Regions from separate parts of the Danio rerio genome. Here region 1 is linked to region 2. Evidence: chromatin contacts called from public Micro-C data. All regions are on one chromosome and are shown on one strand. Each heading gives the region's core, a stretch centred on a gene start, on an enhancer-like site or on the middle of the called end of the contact. The rest is flanking DNA. Distances are from core to core; before and after follow the strand shown. Region 1 overlaps LOC141379522 (a long non-coding RNA gene). Region 2 has its middle 130 kb from the start of bcl11bb.

Region 1 (7,182 bases), core at 4,509-7,008, 130 kb before region 2:
TTTACTGTTCAGAATTTACACTGAGGATAGCCACAGTCTATTTTGACTATTAGGATTTATTTTTTTACTTTTACAAGAGACTGTTGCTGCCATCCAGAAAATATACAAAGAATCATAAACCATTCTCCTTTAAAAGACACTTCAGTCACCTGTCTTTCTTCTCAGCCTCCCACTAAATGTGCTGAACACATACTCAGACAAACAGTCTGTTGAACTATTTATTGAGTGTTGGTTCTTTTTATATTCATCTAATATGAGAGACTGTGATGTTTACTGGTTTTATGTCATGCTAAATAAACACCGCCTGCACCAAATGTGACTTTGCAACCCCACATTTAGTTTAGAAACAAAGCCAATGTGGAATTTTTAAAATATAATAAACTACCTAAATGTACTAGTTGTTCAGTCCACTGATTTGTCCATTAATTTTGTCCCATCATGCCCATTTTTTATCATTACATGATAAGGTGATGCACTGCGTGTATGCTTTACTAAAAAGATAAATGTTTATTCTAGTTTTGAACTATCAGAGTGTGTCTGAGCCTCGGATATTGTCAGGAAGGCTATTAAAGAGTTTAGGAACCATAAATGAGAAGGCTCGACCTCCTTTAGTTGACTTTGATGTTCTGTTTACTACCAGAAGCCCTGAGTTTTGAGATTTTGAAGAACGGATGGTGTAGCGCCATCTAACGTCAAGGAGTGATTTTGCGTACACTTCTGCTTGACGGCAGTGAAAATCGCTTGGGTTTGAATGCGAAAAACGTCTCGTAAAACGCTGATGATAAGCGCAAATGAAAAGCGTCCCGGTGTGTAGGAGCCTTCAGATGGAACAAGCATGTACGAACAACAAACTTAACATGGTTATTAAAACGCAAAGCTCTATCAAAGATGACACCCAGTTTTCTAATGTCACAGCAATTTGAAGATGACAAACCCCCCCAAAACTTGCCTAATCATTGCAGCATCATTTAATCATGCTATGGCTTTTCTGACAGCTTTTGGACGGACACTTCTGAGAGTCTAAGATTACATAATTTGTTAACGTAAATTATGCTAAAAATGTAAGCTCAAGAGTTCACACTTAGCTGATTGATTATAAGCTAGTTTGGCATGCTGTCCCGGGAGAGAGCCCGAAGCTCAAAAAGGTCCTTGAGCCCTGGGCTACCTCCCATTTACAGGGCGAGAGGGGAGCCTTGAGCTCAGGTAGATCTCGACAACTACCCCTTGATGAGTTGATGACTAATGCTGCGTTCACACCAGACGTGTAACGCGCGTCAAGCGCGAGTGATTTACATGTTAAGTCAATGCAAACGCGCGAATAGACATCCTGTGGCGCGATACGCGTGAATGGTGCGGGGCGAATTGAGCGTTTTGCGCGTTTGACGTGCAAACTGAAAAACAGCGTCGAAGACTGTTTTTCTCTCGATTTCGAAAATCTGAACTTCAGCGTACATTCTCGCCGCGTTAACCAATCAGAAGCTTGCTCTTGTGGGGGCGTGATTGTGACGTAGAACCTGTTGTAGGTGTTCAGAGGGAAATCCTCCATCCTTCACCGACAACAGTTCATCAATCTCGGCTTGGCTCAGTCAGAAGCACCGCTGAAAGCCTCCGTCATCCAGGTTAAGTTTCTGGAGGATTTTATAAGCTCACAGAGCTGGATGCACCTCTGAAAGAATGTAGTGGACCCAGACACGACCCTAAACGTATCAACGCTGTTTTTCTGTCTTCATAAAGCACATAAACACTGTTATTTTCTTCATAAAATCCATGTTAGCCATTTAGCTATGAAGCTGGAGTCTTTGGGCAGACAGAAGCCCTGCTCATCACGCGAATCCGTGTCTATTCTGATCTGAATTTGACACGCGAACGAAGCAGGGTTTGACGCGTATGAAGCGAGTAAACTCAAATGTTCACACGGCTATTTACGCATGAATAGCGCGATTTATCTGCGCGTTCCATGTCTGGTGTGAACACAGCATAAAAATTAAATGCTATGAAGAGATATGCTGCAGGATGAGAGATTGACTGTCGTGCAAAATTTAGATTGATCAGTTCACTTCTGGTGCATGTTTTTGGAATTTGGCAGGATACCGGAGGACCTGAAAACCCACGCGAACACGGGAAGAGCATGCAAACTACACACGGAAACGACCACCGGCCTGTTAAAAGACTAGAACCGGTGACGTTCTTGCTGTGAGGCAACAGTGATAACCACTGGGCTACTGTGCCGCCCTATGGAGGAAAAGGTGAAGAGGTATGGGTGGAAGGGGGGGGGGGGGGGGGGGGGTTCTTCAAATCGAAGATGACTGTAGTGAAAAACCCTGGCTCTTTATAGTGGGTTACTGATTGGTGGATCATGCATGCTAATGCAGAACCAGCCGTGTTCAATCATAATCACGTGATCCTCTCGAAATTAGTTAATGAATAAACTTACTGAATACTTAATGAATAAACTTACTGAACTGTATATAATTAGTAACTCTGTATATCTTGTGACAATCATATTTAAACACACAGCTTTATGACCAAAGCTCTACAGTTTTTACTATGAAGCTAAAACAACATGTATAATTTAAAGTAATACCATCATGACTGAGACATAAGCAAATAAACGTACAATGCTAACTGAGAAGGACATTTCTGGACCATCTGTGATTGAGCTACAATGTTTAGAATGAGTGACTAAGCCATGACGTTTATGTTTTTAAGCATCTTCAAGAAACAAAATATTTGTCTGCTCTAGTAAGAAATCGCTGACGACTGCTAGCCTGGAACAAACAAAACGTCAAAATGACGGCTAACAGGATCCTCTCCCAGCTCCGCGGCATCCCGTCTCCACAACTTTCTCATTGGCTTTCTGTAAACTGCGCTCCAGCTCATCCCAGGGGAAATCAGTTTAACATTACTGTCAGTGTCGTCCTTGGAGGGCCATGGAAGCGGGCCCCTACCCATATGCAGATGGCTAATGCAACGCCGCTAATTCACTCTCAGTGTCATGTTCAGTCCCCCGGCGTGTCATTGGGGGAGTGCATTGGCCTGCAGGAAGTGAGGAACTTGTCACCGGGATGAATAATACAATAGAGGGGCATCTTTACATGGTGTACGACGCAGCGTTTCTGCACTCATTGGGGAGCTGGAGCAGGCGGCTGTGGACGTCACGTTGTGCGGGTGGCTCTCTGAGTGGAGATAGTACAACTCCACGACCTGATTTTGCAGGGTTAGACACGTTCCTAGGTCAACAGTTACTTTTTTGTCAACAATAATGGTTTTAAGATAGTTATTTCTGCGCATTTGTGAAGCTTGTCAGTAGGAAATGTCAGTTTACATTTTTAAAATATTATGTTTAATGGTAATTGGCTTTATTTTGATGGTCTCTATTGCTCATTTTGTCGACTAAATTGCATAACTACATGCCAATTACTTCTCATTTAAGTATTAGCAGACTGTCTGCTTAATATCTGCTGATACGGCTCCTTTAAAAGACGTTTAACTGACTCTAAGAAACTTTGCAAGTACATGTCAATTTACACTAACCCTAACCCCAACCTAGCAGTCTATTCATAATCTAATGAGAATTAGTTGGCATGTCGATGCAATGTAACTTAAATTCAACAATGCATCGAAGGGACCATCAAAATAAAGTGATACCATTAGTTGTAATGATTAAGTTAGATTTTTGTATGCGCAATGAGACCAGTTCGTCTGGATGACATTTAGAAACAGGAAGAGCTGAGACGGACTAAATCCAGAAGAACTGTGATAACATCTTCAAGAAAACCACCATTTTCTCTTCTTAAAAAATATAAGTGGCCTAGCTTAGATCATTAAACTACATTCTTGTCTGAAATATCCCACATGAAACAAATGAAAGATTACTTTTATTTATAGTGAACACTATAAAGTGTTTTTGAACCATACTATAGTAAAACACATGGATTAATCTGTCTAATTATTTGCTGGTCAGGGTTTATTTCATAAATATATGTAATATTTATTTTTTTTATATTTAATATTTTTTTTAAATTTGCTTAAATCTCCTGTGATGTTCTATATGACAAAAAAAGGGAAATTGGAACTTGTAATGCTAAAGTTGCTCTGGTAATGCATCTAGAGTAGGGGTGGCCAAACTTTTTCTTATGAAGGGCCAAAAATATCACTTGATTGAGGCTAGTGGGCCGAATGTAAATATAGTTGCCATGTGTAATTTCCTTATTTATTTAATAACTTTTAAAGAATAACTAGAAAACATTGCTTTATATTAACTAATATAGTATATTTTTAAATTAGTTATTACAGTAAAAACAGTTTTTTAATATTTATAACAGAATGGAGTAACACTAGTTTTTACCTTGATTTGCTCACTGATGTCTTCTTCGTAGTCCTCTATCCATCAAGTGACAGTATTCATTTTAAAAACTCAGATTAATTTACAGCATATATCTTCAGTTTGCTTTTTTTGTGACTCAGCAATAAAACAAACAAAAAAGGTTACGTCAAATTGGAAATGATGATCTGTTAAAGGCATTCTCCCTAACTATCTCCATCCTTCTCACTCTCTCCTCTCAGATGGGATGGTGGGCCAAATCAACGGTTACAATGGGCCAACTTTGGCCTGCAGGCCCTATTTCACTGCAAAAAATGCTTTTCTTGCTTAGATTTTTGGTCTTGTTTCTAGTCTAAATATCTAAAATTTCTTATATTAAGAAGCATTTTCTAGACAAGCAAAACATATTGTCTTGTTTTGAGAAATAAAATGCCAAAGTTAGTTTTTCCTTAAAACAAGTAAAATAATCTGCCAATGGGGTAAGCAAATTAATCTTGTTTTTTTTTTTTTGACGTAAGAATATTTTGCTTACCCCATTGGCAGATTATTTTGCTTGTTTTAAGGAAAAACTCACCTAATTTTGGCATATTATTTCTGAAAACAAGACTATATGTTTTTCTTGTCTAGAAAATGCTTCTTGATTTTTATATTATAATGATATTTGTACTAGAAACAAGACCAAAAATCTAAGTAAGAAAAGCATTTTTTGCAGTGTTGGGCATCTCTGATCTATAGTAATATAAATAAATGACCCAATACTGTACTTTACTAAGTTTACTGTATACATTAAACTACAATACACCACAATTTACTGCAGTAAAGTATAGAGTACTATGCTTTACAGTTTATTAGTTCACTGTAGCTTACATGCAGTCATTAAAGTGTTGTGAAAACAATTACATGTATAATACACTCTAGTATTCTTCAAAAACACTCTGAAGCACTATAGTATTTTATATACAAGCTAACCTACACCTAATCCTAACCGTACACATAAATTATTCCTGAGGTAAATCAAAGGCGAGGTATGCTGCAAACCCTGATCGTAAACCTAAACTTAAACCTCAAATATGATTGGGTGAGTGGAATTTGACGAAAAATACACTATATTAAATTAATTCTAAATTTAGACTAGAAAAACGAATCCCTACCCTAAATTAATCGTAAAGTCTGACGGGAATATAGATAAATAACAGAAGCATCTCTCCCTGATTGTATGGCATAAACGTACCGGTATTTGGCGTATTTGACATAAACTCTAAACTTATACTTCAAATTTGATTGGTTGACTGAAAAGATGTTTCACCAAAGATGTTAATCCAGGAACGTCGATGTCAAAAGGTGTAATTTGAGCAAAGTCTCTGAAACTTCCCTACTAGAAATCTTGAGGAGGGTCTGTTTTGGCCTATGGGGGGCGCTAGAGTACACCATTTGAGTTGTGAGGGTAATCTTGTGGAACCGTTCATTTTGTACACTTGAAGACACACACAATCACACACACGTTAATATATCCTCCTCTTTTGAAAAAAAAGCACATTTTTATGCCTTTCTCTCTCATAATCAAACTCTACATGGCCCGCCGTCAGGTGAGAAGTTACTCTATCAGCTACAACTGTAGTTCATATCAAGTCAAATGCTGATGTGTAATGATAATGTTAGTACGTTTTACTGCTATGCTCTCTTGGTCTGATTTATTATTATGTCTGTTTTTGTTCATAGTGTTTTTGATGTCACTGTGAGTAAATGAGTTTGCCTTTTTTAATGTTCAGTCATTTTATTTATTTTAATATTTTAATTCTGTTTACAAAAAAGGTGTTTCTACATTTGAAAATGATCAATAAATGCAAATTTTTATACAAATGTTTTATTGTACACATTTATCTTGTTTTCTGTATGAATGTGGACAAAATAAACACTTAAATAATATTAACAGTTGCTTTATTTAAATCTTTTCTGTTTTTATAAAAGCTTGATGTTTGTTATAAAGATTGTTTTTACAATATTTTCATTTGATTTTCTTATTGAAATAATAATAATTTAATAAAATAATTGCTGTTGTTTCTGTTAGATTCTGGCAGGAGATAAACTTACTTTTTAAATTGTTTTTCTCCCACCAGCATATTGTTTTCATAAAGTAAACAAACAGTTATAATTTTTCCCTATATATATATATATATATATATATATATATATATATATATATATATATATATATATATATATATATATATATATATATAAGGCAGAATTACTAGCCCCCCTCTCTCCCCCATTTCTGTTTAATGAAGCAATTTTTTTTCAACATATTTCTTAACAAAATAGTTTTAATAACTCATTTCTAATAACTTATTTATTTTGTCTTTGCCATGATGACAGTAAATAATATTTGACTAGATATTTTTCAAGACACTTCTATACAGCTTAAGGTGTCATTTAAAGGCTTAACAAGGGTAATTAGGTTAACTAGGCAGGTTAGGGTTATTAGGCAAGTTATTGTATAATGATGGTTTGTTCTGTAGACTATCAAAAAATGAAAAAGAAAAATAGGTTTAAGAAAAAATAAATTTCCTTGCTCTGTTAAACATAATTAGGGAAATATTTTGAAAAGAAGAAAAAAAATTCAAAGAGGGGCGAATAATTCTGACTTCAACTGTAGTAATTTAAACCCCATCTAAAAGGTTGGACACCATTTTTTTTTTTTTTTTGCTGCATGTTCAAATTACTTAAGGAGCCTTCCCTAAGGAGCCAGGACCTAATTGTTTTAAGTTCAATCCACTTAAATTTATTCTATTAAGTTAATACATGTTTGTTGGGACAACATGAATGAATTGTGTGGAACCCCCTTTTTTCAGTGTATA
Region 2 (6,302 bases), core at 2,953-5,452:
TTGTTTGGTTAATTTGTACTCGTTTGTAGTTTCAACAAAGAACAGAGTCTTAGTTTAAGTGTTTGGATTTATGCTAGAAGAACATGTGCGAATGGCTCTTGCGAGAGAAATTTGAGATCTGAAAAAACGTACACAGCAGCCTCTGGTGGATTTGCGTAAACAAATACTGCAAACGAACGTACCTCCTGGGACGTAATTGGTGCTCTCCAGAAATGCATATAGGGGTACATAATCAGAGTGGGCCTGGGTTGAAAAATAAATCAAATTCTCAAAACATCAAGTATACTTGTGATGATGATGATGAATTTTTATTTAATGCCATGTCAGCAATAAAGCCTATTTTCATGGCAAGAACATTTCATTAATAAAATACAATTAAAAACAATAAAGAAATGAATACATAATTTAAATAACATTTTTAGGATTAACACATGATAAAAAAATCTAAAAAATTTCCACATGAGAAAACATGCAAACGTTTAGTGAGGGAATGTAAAAGCATTGAAGTGTAATTATACTTTTTTTTTTTTAAATCACTATAGTATCTAATTAAATGTAGCTACAAAATCTGCACGTTTCAAAGATTTTTTTTCACATTTTATCTGGATTAATGCCAGATGTAATTGTGTTGAATCTTAAAAAAACTTAAAGATTTAAAAGTTGTGAACATTTTCTGGTATAACATGGGGAGTTTAAGTAGAGTCACACTTCAGACGAGTGATATTCCCACCCTCACATGTCTCTAAAATGTTTAATAGTTTCACTGATAGTAAAAAAGGAGTAAAAGAAGAGTAAAAAGGTGCATTTTTTGGCATTAAATGTTAAAAAATATGGCGACACAGTGGCGCAGTAGGTAGTGCTGTCGCCTCACAGCAAGAAGGTTGCTGGTTCGAGCCTCGGCTGGGTCAGTTGGCGTTTCTGTGTGGAGTTTGCATGTTCTCCATGCAGCACAGGTGAATTAGGTTGGCTAAATTGTCCATAGTGTATGAGTGTGTGTGGTTGTTTGCCATAGATGGGTTGCAGCTGGAATGGCATCCGCTGCGAAAAACATTTGCTGGATAAGTTGGCGGTTCATTCCGCTGTGGCGACCCCAGATCTATAAAGGGACTAAGCCGAAAAGAAAATGAATGAATGTTCATTTGAAACCAAGTTGCATTAATTGAAATCTACAGATAAAGTCGAGTCTCTGCAAAATGCTAAACATCTTGCTTTGTCCAAATATCTTTTTACAGCTCAAACATTAAAGTCATCTGTTCTGTATTACAAAAAAACTAAATATCTCATCCCACCAGGAGGGACAAAACAAGAAGACGGTGGTCTCCGTTTCTCCACCACATCTCTCAGGATGTGTGCGCTGCTAAGAAACTACTGTATTTTTTTAACGACAAGGGCTATATTGGCTTTAAAAAAACATTTACTTCTTGAAGTCCCTTTGACAAGAGGAACACAAGTGAGCTATAAAAAAATCCACAAAACTATTACTAAAGGAAGGAACTTTAATACCGAATATCTCTTAATGACAGCGTTGCAATTAGAGCCACTGCATTTTCCTTCTCGCCGCAAGTCAAAAAGAAAACAAATAAAGCAGACTGATTTAGAAACCTTATTAGCCTTGCAGTCCCACAGCAATTAAATCATTACAGCAATATGGCTTCTGTAAGCACGAGACGGAAAACATTTAGGTGGTCTCGGGTTTAGAGGTGGTCTTGCCTGCTTTTTGGATGGTTTTTACTTTGCTTTATCATCGTCTGATGCATTGTCAGGTTTATGTTACCTCTTTTGTGTGAATAAGACAGGTAGATGATGCTCGTGAATAAACTAATCAAAGCATGCGTACAGTTGGAGTCAGAATTATTTGAATTGTTTTTTCTTTTTTAAATATTTCCCAAATTATGTTTAACAGAGCAAGAAATGTAATTTTGGCTGGAATAAAAGCAGTTTTTAATATTTTTAAAAACATTTTAATTAAAAAATATCTACATGAAAACCTGCTGTAGTCCAAATATCTACACGAAAACCAGATTATTTCACTTATCCCACTGGCAGATAATTCAGCTTGTTTTAAAGAAAATCTCCTAATTGTGACTTATTTTTTCTGAAGGTGAAAACAAAACAATATTTTTACTTGATCTAAGACAAAACAAAGCATTAACAGCTTTTTTTTTTATTTTGACTATTAAATTGCTGTACCAGAATACTGTTCGACTCCTCAGAAAGTAGAGCTATTCAAACTATCTTGTGAAACTGTATTTATATCGCAATATATATCGCAGAAAAATAAAATATCGCATTATCAGATTTTTCCAATATTATAGCTATAGTTTTTTCAGACTATCGAGAAAAAATATAGCTTAAAGGGGCTGATAATTTTGTCCCTAAAATGATGTTTAAAAAATTTAAAACAGAAAAATTCGAAGGGGGCTAAAAATTCCGACCTCAACTGTATATATATATATATATATATAAGAATTTTTCTTATTCACTGTGTGTCTAATAATATTTTTCTTATGGAGGAAGTTTGATTTGCTTTATTCCGGCTAGAATAAAAGCAGCTTTTTATTTTTTTTAAACCATTTTAAGGTCAAAATTATTAGCCCCTTTAAGCTGTATTTTTTCTTATAGTGTACAGAACAAACCATCGTTATACAGTAACTTGCCTAATTACCCTAACCTGCCTATTTAACCTAATTAACCTAGTTAAGCCTTTAAATGACACTTTAAGCTGTATAGAAGTGTCTTGAAAAATTGTCATTAGAAATGAATTATTAAAAGTATTATGTTTAGAAATGTGTTAAAAAAATCTTCTCGCTCTTAAACAGAAATTGGGGAAAAAATAAATGAGAAACTAATAATTCTGACTTCAACTGTACTGTATGTATATATATATATATATATATATATATATGTATATATATATATATATATATATATATATATATATATATATATATATATATATATATATATATAATTGTTTTTATTATTACAATAATTATAAAAATTGTTCCAATTAAAATAGGGTTGAGCAAAGTGCTGTAAAAATCCAAATAAACACTTATTTAATTTAATTTAATTTAATTTAATTTAATTTAATTTAATTTAATTTAATTTAATTTAATTTAATTTAATTTAATTTAATTTAGGAAATTCAGACACTTCTTGAATTGTTGGGGGTCTTTTTGGATTTTTTTATGAGGAAGAAGAAGAAGAATTAGTTTTTTGTTTTTTTATTTGATATTTCATCTATTATTTATTAATAATTTTACAAATTTTCTTAAATTATAGTTATTTTATAAGCAATTATCATAATATTGACCTGTTGGTGTGTACTCTATTATTCAGACCTACCGTGCTAACATTGTAGGGTTTTTTACAGACATTATATATACAATTAAAGTCAGAATTATCGGCCACCCTATTTATTCCTCTCCAATTTCTGTTTAACAGGGAGCAGATTTTTTCAACACATTTCTAAACATAATAGTTTTAATAACTCACTTCTAATAACTGATTTATTTTATCTTTGCCATGATGACAGTAAATAATATTATACTAGATATTTTTCAAGACACTTCTATGCAGCTTAAAGGGACATTTAAAGACTTTACCTAGGTTAACTAGGCAGGTTAGGGTAATTAGGGTTAAATAAAATTAAGTTATTGTATAACAATGGTTTGTTCAGTAGACAATCTAAAAATATATATAGCTTAAAGAGGCTAATAGCTAAGACTATTTATTACAGAAAAAACTCTCACAGTGGAAATAAAACACAAAATTAGGAACTTACACTAAAGTTAGTGTGTCTTGAGATTAAAAGGAGACAATGAAGAGATAGTTCCAATGTTTTCCTCAGAAGTTTAATAATAGTGATATGGAGCTGTGGGCCAGTAGGGGGGGACAGCACCTCTTAAGTTAGAAGTTTGGACACACACACACACACACACACACGCACACACACACACACACACACACACACACACACACAAATATACAGACAGACAGAAATGTATCATTTTAAAGCATTCACGTCAACTACAGCTTAACGTTTTCCATAGGTTAACAATGCATCCAAATAGCCGGTGTTGCAAAATATGATTGCTGAGTCATTAGCAGCACGTTCACACATACATTACACAGACATGACTTAAGTCCAGACTGCTGAGATCTTCAGGGTCCCTTCATGCTTACACTACGATGTGCCGTCAAAGTCTGCCAGAGGTGGTGGGTTTACAGACGACAGGGAAACGCGCTGAGGATCAGAGTCGGCCTCGGCATGTTCACTTGGCCACCGTCCAAGCAGAGGACAGGTTTGCTCTTGTGCAAAAAAGTCGAAAAGACACACACACTCTCTTTCTCTCAGATGAAATCAAAACCAGAAGCGGCTTCATCCAGTTTGTCTTTTTTTTTTTTTATAACTCTCAGTGACTGACCGAGCCGGTTTCATGCTCCAGATGCAGTCCAAACAGTGAGGAGTTTTCTCCGTGGTCTGGTGACTATTGTCTTAGCGAGGACACAAACACACACCAACATGTAGTCGAGTTGATCAAACGGAAAGTGCGTTTTTTACTTTTATCTTCTGCCATTGAAGCATCTTTGTTTAGATTGTTCTCCGAAACTAAACAGTTGTTTTTTTCAGTGCAAAAAAAAAGAGGTCTGGCAAATCTTGGAGACTCAGTGATGAGAAGCACACACTAAAGTCCTCCAGGATTTCTTTAAATAGAGACAGAAAATGGTAATGATGGAATTAAATTTAAATATGATCACAAATGCAATCACAATGCAGCTGCAAATTAAAAAGACACAAGCAGGGTTCCACACAAGTCCTTCATGTTGTCACAACACAAATCAATTGAGTTAGCTTCGCTTTTACACATTTAAGTGGATTGAACATAAAATATTTAAGTTGTGCCAAAAAAAATTAAGAATTGTGTTGATTCAGCTCATTTTAAATAAGTAGTTTAACAAGCAGCAACACTCATTTTTGTGTGTACACTAAAAAAAATTATTTAAAGATGATTCCTTGGATTTACTATTTTTTCTACGTAAGTGCTTGTAAACAATTTATTTAAGTTGAATTTAAACAAACAAATTAAGTTGAACATTATTAGAACATTGTTGTTCTGCATGCTCACTTTTTTTCAGAGTACAAAGTTGTGCTTTTTTAGGAGCAACAAAAAATAAATATTACGTAAATCGTTAGAAATTCCAACGCAATCTCACGGCAATTCGTAACGTTTTGATTTAGTGGCGAATTTGTATGAACTCGTTCGATCTAATTGGTGCAATTAAGTACGATTTGCTCATCCCCCAACGATGAAAAAAATGATGTCTGCAAAACTGTTGCAAACAATTTATTTGTGTTGAATTAAAAAAAAAAAGAATTGAATTTACTAAAATTCTACTTAATTTGTGTGTATAAATTTACCCCAAATAAATAGTTTACAGCCAGTTAACGTAAAAAAATAGAGTAAATCCAAGGAATCATTTCTGAATAATGTTTTTTAGTGAATGACGGTTGGGTTTAGGGGTGGGGTTAGATGCCACGCCTCCTTTTTAAAATCGTGCAATTTCGTACAACTGAACTCGTAATTCGCCACTAAACTGACAAAACGTAAAATACTTAAGTTTGCTCGTGAGATCAGGCTGGAAATTCTTGAAAAACTCTAATCAGAAATAAATTCTTGCTTCACTGTTGCACCAAAATAATCATGTCATGTTGTTCAAACACAAACCGATTAAGTTAGCTTTTTTTCTTTTGCAAATTGAAATGGATTGAATATAAAACAAATAAGTTGTCCCTCAAAATTTTGAAAGAATGGTGGTGACAGCATAATGCTGTGTGGATGTTTTTCAGCAGGATAAAGTGAAAGATGAATGCAGCAATGTACAGAGACGTCCTGAATGAAAACCTGCTTCAGAGTGCTCTTGACCTCAGACTGGGATGACGCTTCATCTTCCAGCAGGACAATGACCCAAAGCACACCGCCAAAATATCAATAGAGCGGCTTCACAACAACTCGGTGAATGTCCTTGAGTGGCCCAGCCAGAGCCCAGACCTAAATCCTATTGAACATCTCTGGAGAGATCTAAAAAATTGCTGTACACCGCCGCTTCCCATCCAACCTGATAGAGCTTAGAATGTACTGGAAAGAGGAATGGGCACAAATTCCCAAAGACAGGTGAGCCAAGCTTGTGGCATCATATTCAAAAGGACTTGAGGCTGTAATCGCTGTCAAAGGTGCATCAACAAAGTATTGAGCAAAGGCTGTAAACACGAATGTACATCTGTTTTTCAGCTTTTT

Evidence for each region. A called contact is a pair of places that touch in the nucleus more often than the background predicts.
Region 1: a Micro-C map of caudal fin shows a contact between it and region 2, with 5 times the contacts expected there. The contact joins two enhancer-like sites. A contact is called at or near these places in 1 of 18 Hi-C or Micro-C datasets (caudal fin) and 1 of 4 datasets of contacts at active chromatin or transcription factors (caudal fin).

What each region holds. Positions count from the first base shown.
Region 1 is chr20:4,805,952-4,813,133 of GRCz12tu, reverse strand. LOC141379522 (a long non-coding RNA gene) reads left to right here. Exons shown (of 4, transcript XR_012396331.1): 3 at 2,087-2,254; 4 at 2,744-3,506. Among named protein-coding and RNA genes, the nearest start is that of papola, 72 kb to the left of the region's middle. Within about 2 kb of position 5,758, at least 4 of the 62 cell types and tissues checked have an H3K27ac peak or open chromatin away from gene starts, as enhancers often do. A contact at or near this core is called in caudal fin, where this site is marked.
Region 2 is chr20:4,672,276-4,678,577 of GRCz12tu, reverse strand. No RefSeq gene overlaps it. Among named protein-coding and RNA genes, the nearest start is that of bcl11bb, 130 kb to the right of the region's middle. Within about 2 kb of position 4,202, at least 7 of the 62 cell types and tissues checked have an H3K27ac peak or open chromatin away from gene starts, as enhancers often do. A contact at or near this core is called in caudal fin, where this site is marked.